2 separate regions of the Muntiacus reevesi genome follow, and region 1 is linked to region 2. Evidence: chromatin contacts called from public Hi-C data. All regions are on one chromosome and are shown on one strand. Each heading gives the region's core, a stretch centred on a gene start, on an enhancer-like site or on the middle of the called end of the contact. The rest is flanking DNA. Distances are from core to core; before and after follow the strand shown.

Region 1 (5,959 bases), core at 3,126-5,625, 220 kb after region 2:
TCTCCCTGTTCAAGGCCAGTCCTCCATTATGCCCCTGACCCTGCCTATATTATATAAACATTCAGAGATGGGTGCGATCATTTGTGGCTGGGCTAGACTTTGTGAAGGTGGTAGCACTTGAGCCAGAAACAGCTTACATCCAGAGGCAGGCAAGGGAGGAGAAGAGTCCTAACATTCGACTCCCAGGCCAGAGACTGGAGGGCAGCAACTGGAGTGTCTTTATTGATACATCAAGTTTGAATAAGGGAATTGAAGAGTCACCTAAAAAGTTAGTTAGGAAATATAACCACGGAGGGCCTAAGGGCTGAGCTGAGGAATCCTGACTTTATTCCACGGGCAAGTAGGACCCTATACTGACGAGGGTGCTGAGTGATCCTACATAAACCTTGTGGCAGAACATTTGCTACCTTGTAACCAGGATACACTAGGTGAGCAGACCAGTGGGACACCCACAAGGAAAATGAGAGCCGACTCAGGGCTGTGGCACTGGAAGCTATAAGAAAATAGATGTGGTACTTGGCATATTTTATTAAATAAATTTTATATCTTTGAAGTTGGAATATATCTTTCAGTTAATTGTATGTCTCGACTGGAGCATTTCTTCTTTCTTAACAACAGGTAAAAATCACTGTGTATCTTAAATCTGATGGTGTCCTAGATTCAATGATTATGAGACCTGAAAATGAATAAGAGACAAGGACTTTAAAGGCTAAGTTTTAAACCTGGGTGACTGAAAGAACTATATTAATTCTAACAAAAAAGTAAGGGCATTTCCTTGACCCTATATAGAAGTCTAACCAAATCTTCTATTTGAGCAAAGACCCATAGATGATAATGCTACTCACCTACCTTCCCCATCTAAACTTATTAATTAAAAGTAAGAGGAAATACTTATTAATGACAACTTTAATATGAACATGTGTTTGACCTTCAAGAAACTGTCATAATTTGGGGATTCCCTGGCAGTCCAGTGGTTAGAATTCTGCACTGTCAAGAGTGTGGGTTCAATCCCTGGTTGGGTAACTAAGATCCCACAAGCCATGCGGCATGGCCAAGAAAAAAAAAACTACCATAATTTAAAAGGAAGAGGGAGTCGTCATTGAAAGGAGTACACGGTGCTTAGGGATGGACGGCATGCAGTTTCTGGATACAGCTGATACTCAAACACACAAAGCAATGGACAATGTCAGTCATTTGAACAATCGGAATTTCTTCAAATACTGGCTCACTTCTTCCTTGGGGTAGGGACGGAGTGCGATGCAAGTGGGGATGTTCTCTGGCTGCTCCATCCACAGTTTGTGGTCAATGTTCTTCTGTTGCAGCGTCTCTGCCAGCAACTTTAAGGTGGTCTCATCTGGGGCCTAAAAGGAGCAGAACACAGACTGAAAAGCCCACTTAGGAAATGACAAAAAGCAAAAGCAAAAAAAAAAAGTATGAAGGGGGACTCCTCTTAACTGAAAGTGCAGGAACAGCTCTACCAAAGAAGGCGCTGTAGAGAATGTCTCCAGAAGCAACAGCTTCATCGCTCCATTTGCCATTCACTCTCTGAAGGGGTGGGAGTGGGGTGAGGTTTCATATTCCTGTGTATAAAATGGAGTTTTTTCTCTCCCCTCCTGAGATGCTGAGGGAATGTGCTGTCAGTAATTATGCTCTATGCATTTCCTAGTTCTGGTGCCTAAACAGCCATCACTAATCCCACGGCCAGCTCTGACATGAAGAGTTGACTACTGAAAGGCTTTCTAAAATCACATCACTTCCACCTCCCTCCTACTTCCACCCTAGTCCACACAAACCAAGAAGGATTTTCTTACTGCTGGGATAGTTCTCCCTTGTTAACTCAATGGTGGGCAAATGATTCTCCACTGTCCTTCTGAAATTGTTTCTCATCATCTTTATCACCCATGCTGAATCCCATTATAGGAAATAGTAAAGCTATCACTCAGAAAATAAAGATCACTAGTGTGTTAAGTTGCATAAGGTATACATATGTGTGTGTGTGTGTTTGTGTGTGTGTGTGTGTGTGTATATATATATATATATAAATTGCCTAGAAAGGCAGAAGTCACTAAGATAATTAGAGGATTGCTACTCTTCATCTATTGAGTCCTTTGGGCATACTGAAGAAGAATGCATTGACTTCCCTTCCTTCCTTCTTCAGCAACAGGAGCAGCACAGTAAAGCTAGAGTGAGTTCAAACCCTTGCTATACCACTTACTGGGCTTCCCTGGTGGCTCAGATGGTAAAGAATCTGCCTGCAATGCAGGATACCTGGGTTTGATCCCTGGGTTGAGAAGATCCCCTGGAAAAGGGAATGGCTACCCAATCCAGTATTCTTGCCCAGAGAATTCCATGGACTGAGGAACCTGGGGGCTACAGTCCATGGGGTCACAAAGAGCTGGACACAACTGAGTGACGAACACTTTAACTTTGCATCACTTACTGGTTGTGTGATCTCTGATAAGTTGTATGGCTTAACTGAGCCTTTGTTTCCCCCCTGTAAAATGGGATGATAATGCTTCCTAGAAGTAATGAGATTCAGTGAAATTAGGCTCAGATCTGTGTCTGGCACACAGTAAGCACTCAGTAACTGGAGTTTATTGTCTTATATCTTACTGGTCTTTGTGGTTACGGGAGCACCTTTATTTAATCAGTGGTGACTCCTAAGTCCCTTTCTTGAGTCACAGCTAAGGAGTCACTTAATCTCTGAGCTTCAGATGTCTCATCTGAGAAAAGGGGTAAATATTTTTATCTGCTACTTTTGAGCAAGAGAGAGGGAGATGTCCGAACCACATGATTTCTTGAAGTCTTCCTATAAAAGTCCTATAAAAAGAATCCAAAGGAAAAGCTATGTTTCTTTTCTGCCTTACAGATTCTCAGGACTTCTCCCTGCAGGTTACTATTTGATGTTTCAACACTCAACAGCAAGTTTTCTCTTGAAAAAATAATGCTTTTGCCAGCTAGCCAAGAAGGAATTACCCCAACCCTCCACCTCAGTTATTAAGATAAATTTTATGAGAAGAAAGCTGCTTTCAAATGAAAGCAATCATTTTTTTCATTATAAAATATATGCTTAATGTAGAAAAGTAAAAAGAGAGAGAAGCATTATTAAAAAAACAAAATTCCACTATTTAATAGTTGGATGTATTTAGTTTTTCCTATCATAATCTGGATCATTTTGTATGTAGACTATAGTTCAACGAGCACCACGTCATGAGCACTCTTCCACGCCAGCTAAATGTATTTCAAAAACACGACTTAGGCTAGTTTCATAATAATCCATTATCAGGGTCGAAGTTTAGCCAACTCATCGTATTGGAAATTTAATGATTTCCACATTTTTTACTATTATAAAACGCTCCTATGAGTATCTTTGTGCAATGCTCTTTAGATGCATCTTGTTATTTTCTTAAGATACATTTCTAAAGGCAGAACTGACAGAAGGTAAGGGTAAGATCTGTTTGGCCATCTGTAAAAAGAACCTTACCTCTGATGCTAGGTTCAAATCACACTAGGGTTCACGTTTATTTTCAAATTTTGGGGTCAGACCCAGGTAAATGCTTCAGTTTGATTTCACTTATAGTAAGGAACCCTGAGTCCCTATGATTCTGGATCGGTTTTTCGGAGAGGGATAAAGACTGTACTTTTGAGCACAGCCATTAAAAGGGCCAGCCCAGCGCTCAGGTAGAAAGGCGGGTAGAAAGCCCTCCGCCATCACAGGCATCTATTTAAGAGGGACGCATTTATAACCGGCCGGGCGTCCACTCTTCACACCGTCAGGCCCCGCCCCGTCTAGGTAAGGCTCGCCGGGCAGTAGCTCAAGCCCCAGAACCGTTTCGAAAACTTGTAAGTTAAACGCCATCCCCCCACCCCAACCACACACCCACACACCCACACACACACACGCCACACCCACTGCATGATGTTAGGCGCCCACCCCCGCCCCACATGCCACAACCACTCCACTCCGTGATGTTAGGCTCCGGGACTCAAAACTACACCCACTTCCGGCCCAACGTCCTCAAGGTCCCACCCCTCTGCCTAGTGCCTCACCTCAAGGACCACCTTGCGCATGCGCTCTAGCTCCCGGAGGTAAGCGGCTGTGTGCGGGTGGTCGCGGTGAAGGTGCAAGGCCGCGGTGGCTGCGTGACAGGCCTGTGCGACCACTGCGCCCGCTGGCCAGGAGAACGGAGCCTGTGATAGATCCTTTCGTAACACCAAGTACTGTACCAGGATCTGCGGCTCTCCGCCAGAGGCCGCCATCTTCCTGTTCAACTGAAAGGCCGGGCCTACCCCGCGGTGCATGCTGGGATCAGGGAGGGGCCCTGAGCGCTGCCATGTTTTTGTACGGCAGGAGCGCAAAGCACGCTGGGACCGCTTGGCTTGGTTTTTGAAGCCGAGGATGGCGGGAATTCTTGACCCTGGCTGGGAGAGGCGGTAAAGGGAAAGACAGACCCAGTGGCGGACCGGACTCTGATCAGGGTGGTAGGTTGAGCGGCCTCTTAACAGTCCCTTCCGTGTGCGAGGACACCCAGAGAGGGGATCCAGAGGCGTGGCGCCGCGGTAGCGCGCAAGGACCGGGAGGTAGACACCGACTCGGACCGGGGATGGGCCGGGCGGGTCAGGGAAGGGGCGTCCTAGCGAACACCCTTGGGGTGTCGGGGCTCAGGGGTGCGTGTCTGCGTTTTGTGGGCCGGCCCTGTGGGTTTGTCGTGAGTGTGAGTACATTCCTGCCATTTTCTTTTGCCCACAAGGATAACTCAGTTACTGGTGCCTGGACAACTTCTCTAGGAAGGCCTTTGAAAATCTGAGGAGGAGATGGAGCTGGCAAATACTTTAAAACAAGACGGCGAGTCTCGCGGAGGTATTCAAAGGTTCACATTTAACTACTCCTCAAAATAATTCTCAGGCTGAAAGCCCGTTTCTCCTCTAACCCGAAGTTTGGGAGCAGGATGGTGAACGAAACTAACACGGAAGAGCAGCTGAGATCATTGGAGCAAGAAAAATGACTTTTATTTATTCCTAAGCTCTTTTCCCTTTGTCGACCAGTAGGTTGCATGCAGTAGTATGCTAAATGTTTTTGTATTCAGAGTTGCAATTCTAGCCACTGAGCCTTCTTTTCTTCTCAGAACATTTGGGGGTCCATTTCCCGCATTACTCCGGTGGAAGGGGCCATGCCAGGCAGTGACCGGTGTTGGTTAGACCTGCGTTTGAGTCTGGCTGTGTCATTATAAATATTGTGGCCTTGGGCAAGTTATTTTACCTTTCTCTGCCTTGATTGCTTCATCTGAAAAATGGAGAAAATAATAGCACTGTGATGGTGGTTGTGGAACTTAGATAAGTAATTGTTTTAATGCTTTTTCATTGAAGCATTTAGCAGATGCATAATGTATAGGAGATATAAATGCTTTAATTCTTATGCTTTGCAAGTAAAGGATCTAGTGCAAGTGTCTTAATATGTAGGAAATGTTCGCAGATGCTTCATTGCTAGAGTTGATTAGCATTTTAAAACTAGGACCTCAACTATATTGATCTTTAGTCTCTTGGAAACTGAGATTGCCCGAGTTTCTATCCATTGGTGAGCTTGTTTTCCTGTCTAATAACCAGTAATATTGGTGGACAGTTCCTCTGAGTGTGTACCTTTATAGTTCTATGCTCCTGATACTTTTCAGGGCTTCAGAATACTCACTCAAGTCTATGGATGTCTAAATCCAAATAGTTATGCATTACCACTTTGGGAAAACGTGTATAAAACTCAATTAAAAAAAACACTTTTTCTGACCCTGTTTTCCTCTGGGTCACTATTATCACAGATAACTGAGATTAGCTATATTTAGATGATTCCCTTTTTGAAGGGTGGCCTAGTAAGGAACCACGTGTATGTCAGTGTTCTGCCCTAAGAGGTTGCTGACCATTGATTTCTTTTTTTTTTTTTTTTACCATTGACTTCTGTTGTCAGCTC
Region 2 (5,952 bases), core at 2,491-4,990:
ATGAATAAGCAAAATGTGGTATGTACGTACAATAGAATATTATTTAGCCTTAAAAAAGAAGGAAATTCTGCAATATACTACATGGATGAATTTTGAGGAAGCCTTCCCAGGTGGCACTAGTGATAAAGAACCCACCTGCCAATGCTGGTTTGATCCCTGGGTCAGGAAGATACAGTGGGGGCAGGAACGGCAACCCACTCCAGTATTCTTGCCTGGAGAATCCCATGGACAGAGGAGCCTGGCGGGCAACAGTCCATAGGTATGCAGAATCGAACACGACTGAAGCGACCTAGCATATACTGAGTGAAATAAACCAGTCCCCAAAGGAAAAATACTGTCTTATTCACTTATTTGAGGTACACAGAGTAGTTAAAATCATAAAGACAAAATACTGACTTGGCCAAAAAGTTCCTTTAGGTTTTTCTGTAAGATGTGATGGAAAACCTGAACGAACTTTCTGGCCAGCCCAATGGAATGGTGGTGGCTAGGGACAGGAGAAAAGGAGAATGGGGAGTTGGTGTTTGATAAGCGAAGATATTCAGTTTTACAAGATGAAAAAAGTTATGGGGATGGTGCTGATAGCTGCCCAACAATGTGAATATATTTAACATACTGAACAACATATTTAATAATGGTTAAGGCAGTAAATTTTATGTTATGTGATCTTGAACACAATTAAAAAGAAAAAGTGGGTTATAACTGTTTTGGCAAGTGATTAAGAATGTAGAGGAAAAGAGAAGAAAGTCAAAGGATCTTACTTATGAAGGAATGTCACCCTAGGAAAGTCCTTTCTTTAGTGTCCATGGATGGTAAGATAAATAATACGTTAAGTTTCATTCATCATCCAACAAAATCTCAGCACTGCCTTCCCTGAGGATGTTTAAAAGTTAAGAGACTGGACTGCAGAGTGGGTGGGATGGGGGGGCAGGGGCTGGGAGAAGGAGATGCAGGTGTTTTTAACAATTAAAGAAGTGGAAACAAAACCAAGTCAATCTAAGTGAGAGGAGAGGTGGGGGAAAAAATTCAAACCTTAAAGATACCAACATTATATGGCTCTGTGGAAAAGAAGCAGCAAAGAAAAGTGCTAGTGAAGGGACATTCAGAAAACAGGCAAAGAGAGAGGAGAATAGTGTAGAAGATATGGAGGGGAGGAGAAGAGTTCCAAAAAGGAGGACTTCGCAGTATCAAGAAAGGCCCTATAATGGGGGGTGGGGGGGGGGGTGGGCAGGGACATTGAATCTGGATCTGGCAATGTGCAGTGAGCAAAGGGTAGCCCCGCCAGGAGACAGGATTACCTACACAAGTGGTGCGTTTGTAGACTTCACACAGTTTGGATTGGACTAGACTGGAAGGTATGTCCTACACAAGCAGATTAACCTGGCGAATAAGAGATACATACAGCTCTGGTATTTTCAGCGATTATTGCGGACACTGCAGGAGGCGAGATGTTCTGTAAAACCGGTGAGGGCAAGAACTAAAGAAATGCACCTAGAGCTCCAGGAATAAGAATGAAATGAGTCTAAGATGAATGTGGGGTGTCGGCTAAAGGTTCCTTTACGAGCAGGATCCGAACGAGGGCACGGCAGTGAATGATCGCAGGATGGAGTACCTGCTTCTGGAAGGAACGGCTCACTAACTCAGAGAGGTGTCGAGGAGGTTGGTGTTTTCAATGCAAACTCAGATTTCAGTTAGGAGAAGGGGTGTGAAGGTCTTAAGGATTTCTAGAGGTTGCTTTAGGGTAGAAAACACTGAGGGAGAAACAGCAGAAAACAGCAACAGCAGGACTGGATTGAGGGAGGTGCCGACAGCTACCTGGAAAGAGGAGTGCAGGAAAGGATAGCTGCTTTATAAAGCACCTCCGCAGCCAGCGACTCATTCATCCTAGGGACAACCCGAGGACAGAGATAGGTATTACATTGCCAGCCTCTGGAAGTGAGGGGTGCTTTCACGTGATAAGGCGATCACGGCTCATAAAGCCTGTTCAGCCGCTGTTTGATTCCTCCAGTGACAAGGAGCACTCTACTTTGGGAAGTAGCACTTCTATTAGAAAAATTTTAAAAAGCGAGTCGAAAAGAAGAAATGTGTATACCTCGTTTGCGGGGAAAGGTCTGTCAATGACAGACATTTTGGGTAATTCAAGGAATTGCACAGCCAGACGCGCCAGTCACATTTTTTTTTTCCATCTGTAAAACGAAGGGGGCAGATCTTTCTTTTCCCTTATCTAATAGCCTGTGAAATCATCCAGGCAACCAACTCCCATTTTTTCGGAATAAAAAACGAGGCCCTCGGAGGTGCCTCGCTCGAAGTAATACAAGAAATCAGCGGAGGGACAGGCCAGACCCGACTCCTCCCGGGTCTATCGCGCGCCCCACCTTCCCGGCGGGACTGGGCCAGCGGGAGGCTGCAGGCCGGGCGGCCTAGCTAAAAGCGCCCTGGGGTTCGAGGCGGCTTCCCGGCAGCGTCAGAGGAACGCCCCGAGGGGAGGGGGAAGAGTTAGGGCCTCCTTTCCCACACTTCGTTAGGACGCGGGCCGGAACGGGACCGCGGCAGCCCTCCCTCGGGCCTGCGGCCAGCAGGGGGCGCGGGGCGGCTCCTCGGTCGGCCGCCCCGCGGGCGGGGCAACTGGCTGTCCCGTGCGCGCCGTCGGAGCTCGCGGGCACCGGGTCGCGGCGGCTGGGCCGGGTTGAGGGTTCAGGGGCAGCGCGCCGGGCGGGGCGGCGGGCGGCGGGGCGGGGCGGGGCGGCCGGGAGCCGGCGGGGCGGGGCGGGGCGGGGCGCGAAGGGGGCGGGGCCGCGAGCGGGGGGCGGTGGCGGCGGCGGCGGCGGCGGCGGCAGCCGAGGAGGAGGAGGAGGTGGTGGAGGAGGAGGAGGAGAACATGGCGGCCGCGGAGAGCGGCTGAAATGCCTGTTCTTCAGGCCAGGAGAGCGGGAGTCTGACGCGATTCTCGAAGCCTTCTCCTTAGACGGCCGGACCGCGGCCTCCAGCGCCTCGGCCGCCCTGTTCCCTGTTGCTCCGTCCAGCGGAGCCTGTGTCGGGTCCGTTCTTGCATCCCCCCTGAGGGGGGACCCCCTGGCTCCGGAGGAGGGGGCCGGAGAGCCGCGGCGGCGGCGGCGGCGGCGGGCTCCCGGCCCGAGCAGCGGCAGAGGCCGCGGCGACGCCGCCACGGTCGCGGGCGAGCGCGGAGCCCGTCAGCGCGGCCCAGAGGCGGCGGCGGCGGCGGCAGGTGAGTGGCGGGCGGCGGGCGCCGAGCCTCCCGGTGGGTGCAGCTGTCACGAGCCGCGCGGCCGCCGAGGCCCTAGGGGGCGGGAGCAGCTGGCGCCCCCTCCGCCCCCCGCTCTCCTTTCTCTCCGCTCGTCCCCCCTCCCACTTTCCCCGAGTTCTCCCTCGGCCTCGCGCGGCTGGAGGGGGCGGAGGTCGCAGCTGTCACGGGCACCAGCTGGGGGCTGCGCCGCGGAGGGAAACTGCTGCAGCAGCGACTTTGGCTTGTCCGGGTTTCCCAGTTGCCCTAGTTAGCGCGGACCGGGCGAGCATCCGCGGAGGGTGCGCGAGGTTCGCGGCGGCCGGCCCGGCGTGGGGAGCGGCGCCCCGAGCCCGCGGGCGCTCCCCGCCGCCGCCGCCGCCGCCGAGAGGGGGAGCCGGAAGTCGGCGCGGGCGCCCCTCGGCCCGGGCGAGCGCGGTGACCTTGGCAAGCCGGGTAACCTCTCCGAGTCTTCGCTTGCCGGGACTGCGAAATGGGGATGACCGTGGCGAGCCTTCCCGTAAGCCTCAGCCTTCGACGGCGCTTCTGTTTTACCCCCCGCGAACTTGCTTTCCCCGTCTCCAGACAGAGGGATTTCGAAGGCAGAAATGGGATGGATAAGAGATTCTTTTTTTCTGTTGTGTCTAGGGTTTGGTCCCCATCGTCGGATTCCGCTGAAAGGACGTAGAAAGTGGGGAGTGGGGCGGGGGGGGGGGGGTGGTGGCAAACACGTCGGCTGGACGACTGAGGGGTGGGATGGTTTAATGGTTAGCTCGACCGAACTCGAACCTTTCTCCAGTCGCTTGGAAGAGTAATGGGAGAAACCGGACACCAGGGTCCCCGCTCTTACTACCCAGCTATGTTTTTTTGGTTTGTTTGTTTTTAAAGCAGTCACTCCCGTGGACTGTAGACACTGCCTCAGTTGACGGTGTTAGAGGGAGACGGAGGGTTTGACAATAAAGCCTGTGTGTGTGACAAGGACAGTCCGTGCTGCTGTGGCTGCAGAGTTTGGTGGCGAGGAAAACTTTAAGCTGGAGGATCTTTTAGCTTTTCAGACTTGACTCTCTTCGTTCACTGTAGACGTTGAAGAGGCAGGTGTCCTTGTGGAGAAGGTGACTTTTAAATTTTTTTCTTTTTTCTTTTGAGATGGTGAATTTTTAATGTCGAGTATGATGGTGGTGAATGAAGGGTTCTTGAGTGAATTGCAGTCCCGGCACCCTCCGTTGATGCCAAGAGTAATCTCTGTGGCGATGATTTGTGAGGGCTGAGGCTTACACTTTCAGTGATTAAGAAATCTTCAAGTGTCTGTGTAAAACATTGCTGCGGTGCAGCCTAGATTATACTCTACAGCTGAACGGATGGATTTCAGGGGTTAAATTTGAGGTTTGTCTTCAATTCTGGAATTGGTTGAAGGTTAGTCTCAAAAAAAAAAAAAAAAGTTGGCCAAAGGGGCCTCTCAGCTTGTTTCACAGAAGCTGTGATGTAGTAGGAAGGGGGTCAGATTTCTTCATGTTGAGAATAATGTGAAAAGAAAGTATTTGCTTGGGTCTTTTGGCTCCTGAACTAGAAATAGTTTTGGGTTAAAGGTAGCAGTGGGATTTGATTTAGCTTAATAAATGGGCATTCCTTGAACTATTTGTTGTAAACTACATGCAACTGCAAATGTTTTTTTTATATCTCCTGTACTTTGTGGGTCTAATTTGGTTTTGTGAACTAGGTTTGGAAATGGTTTCCCTTTATTTTTTATTCAGAATTTATGCTTTGGAAACAATGGATCAAAAAGGAGGCCTGAATAGGGAATATATGGTTTGGAGAGAAAAAGCAGGGGTGCTGCTTATAAGAACAGGCGTTCCATTTGATTTTTGTAGACGTTTTGCACTGATGATTTATTTCATTTAGTTAACTCACGATGAAGTTTGGTTTTTAAGGTGCAAAATTTGAAATTTTATATAGTTTATAGTTAATCTTTTATTCATTTCTTTCTGAGAAAATCTGTAAGATTGTATCTTTTAAATTGCTTTTTGTGTGGTTTAAACCAAGGGAGTATTTTAGATCTGCATTTTTGGGTAAGTGGTTTTATTGAAAAAAAGTGCTTGATGGGACTAATGGTGATTGTTCCATTTAAACTGGGATTATATAGACAATGCATTTTCCTCCCTCTTTCTGCCAACATTTGTTTTTCTTTCTCCTTCAATTCCAGGGTTTCATTTCTAGAAATCTGGGCTGGAAACAGAAGCAGCAGTTTGTATAATCCCAAGAACTTGCTTATGCCAGGAAGCTGTAAGGGTAGCATGAAGTGGGTGTGGTACAAAGATACTGCCAATATTTAAGACAGTGTAACTGTTGAGGGAGTCTAGGGTCAAACTTTAATTTTTGTTGAATTTCCTGTTTTCTTTGTATGTGTTAATCTTTTGGTGGGCAGAGGATTGGGTTGCTCTGGTGCTGACTGGTACATATTGTGAAAGCAGTCACAAATTTTCATGCTTTTACTCTGTAGGAAAGGGTGGTAAACACGATTAAATAATTTAAAGATGTTCCCAGGATGGAATGTCCTCTTCATGTACTCTTGATCCTGCTAATCCACTGATCAGTCTTTATCAGGACTAAATGTTGAGTAAGTGATGAGGATGGTGTAGAGGTGCTGAAAGCTGGAGAGGGAAAGAAAGGATACTGGACATTCTTTGAAAATCTTTTCTCTTTTGGACTATATATCA

Evidence for each region. Hi-C and Micro-C count contacts between places; a contact is called where the count stands out from the background.
Region 1: a Hi-C map of blood shows a contact between it and region 2, with 2.5 times the contacts expected there. The contact joins the promoter of PTRHD1 here to the promoter of NCOA1 in region 2. A contact is called at or near these places in 2 of 3 Hi-C or Micro-C datasets (blood and muscle).

What each region holds. Positions count from the first base shown.
Region 1 is chr3:30,892,520-30,898,478 of mMunRee1.1, forward strand. PTRHD1 (peptidyl-tRNA hydrolase domain containing 1) reads right to left here and starts at 4,376. Exons shown (of 3, transcript XM_065928682.1): 1 at 4,051-4,376; 2 at 1,230-1,361; 3 at 1-676. The coding sequence starts at 4,302. The coding sequence ends at 668. It overlaps CENPO (centromere protein O), which reads left to right and starts at 4,357. Exons shown (of 8, transcript XM_065928680.1): 1 at 4,357-4,482; 2 at 4,752-4,861. The coding sequence starts at 4,816.
Region 2 is chr3:30,674,093-30,680,044 of mMunRee1.1, forward strand. It overlaps NCOA1 (nuclear receptor coactivator 1), which reads left to right and starts at 3,741. Exons shown (of 23, transcript XM_065928672.1): 1 at 3,741-3,758.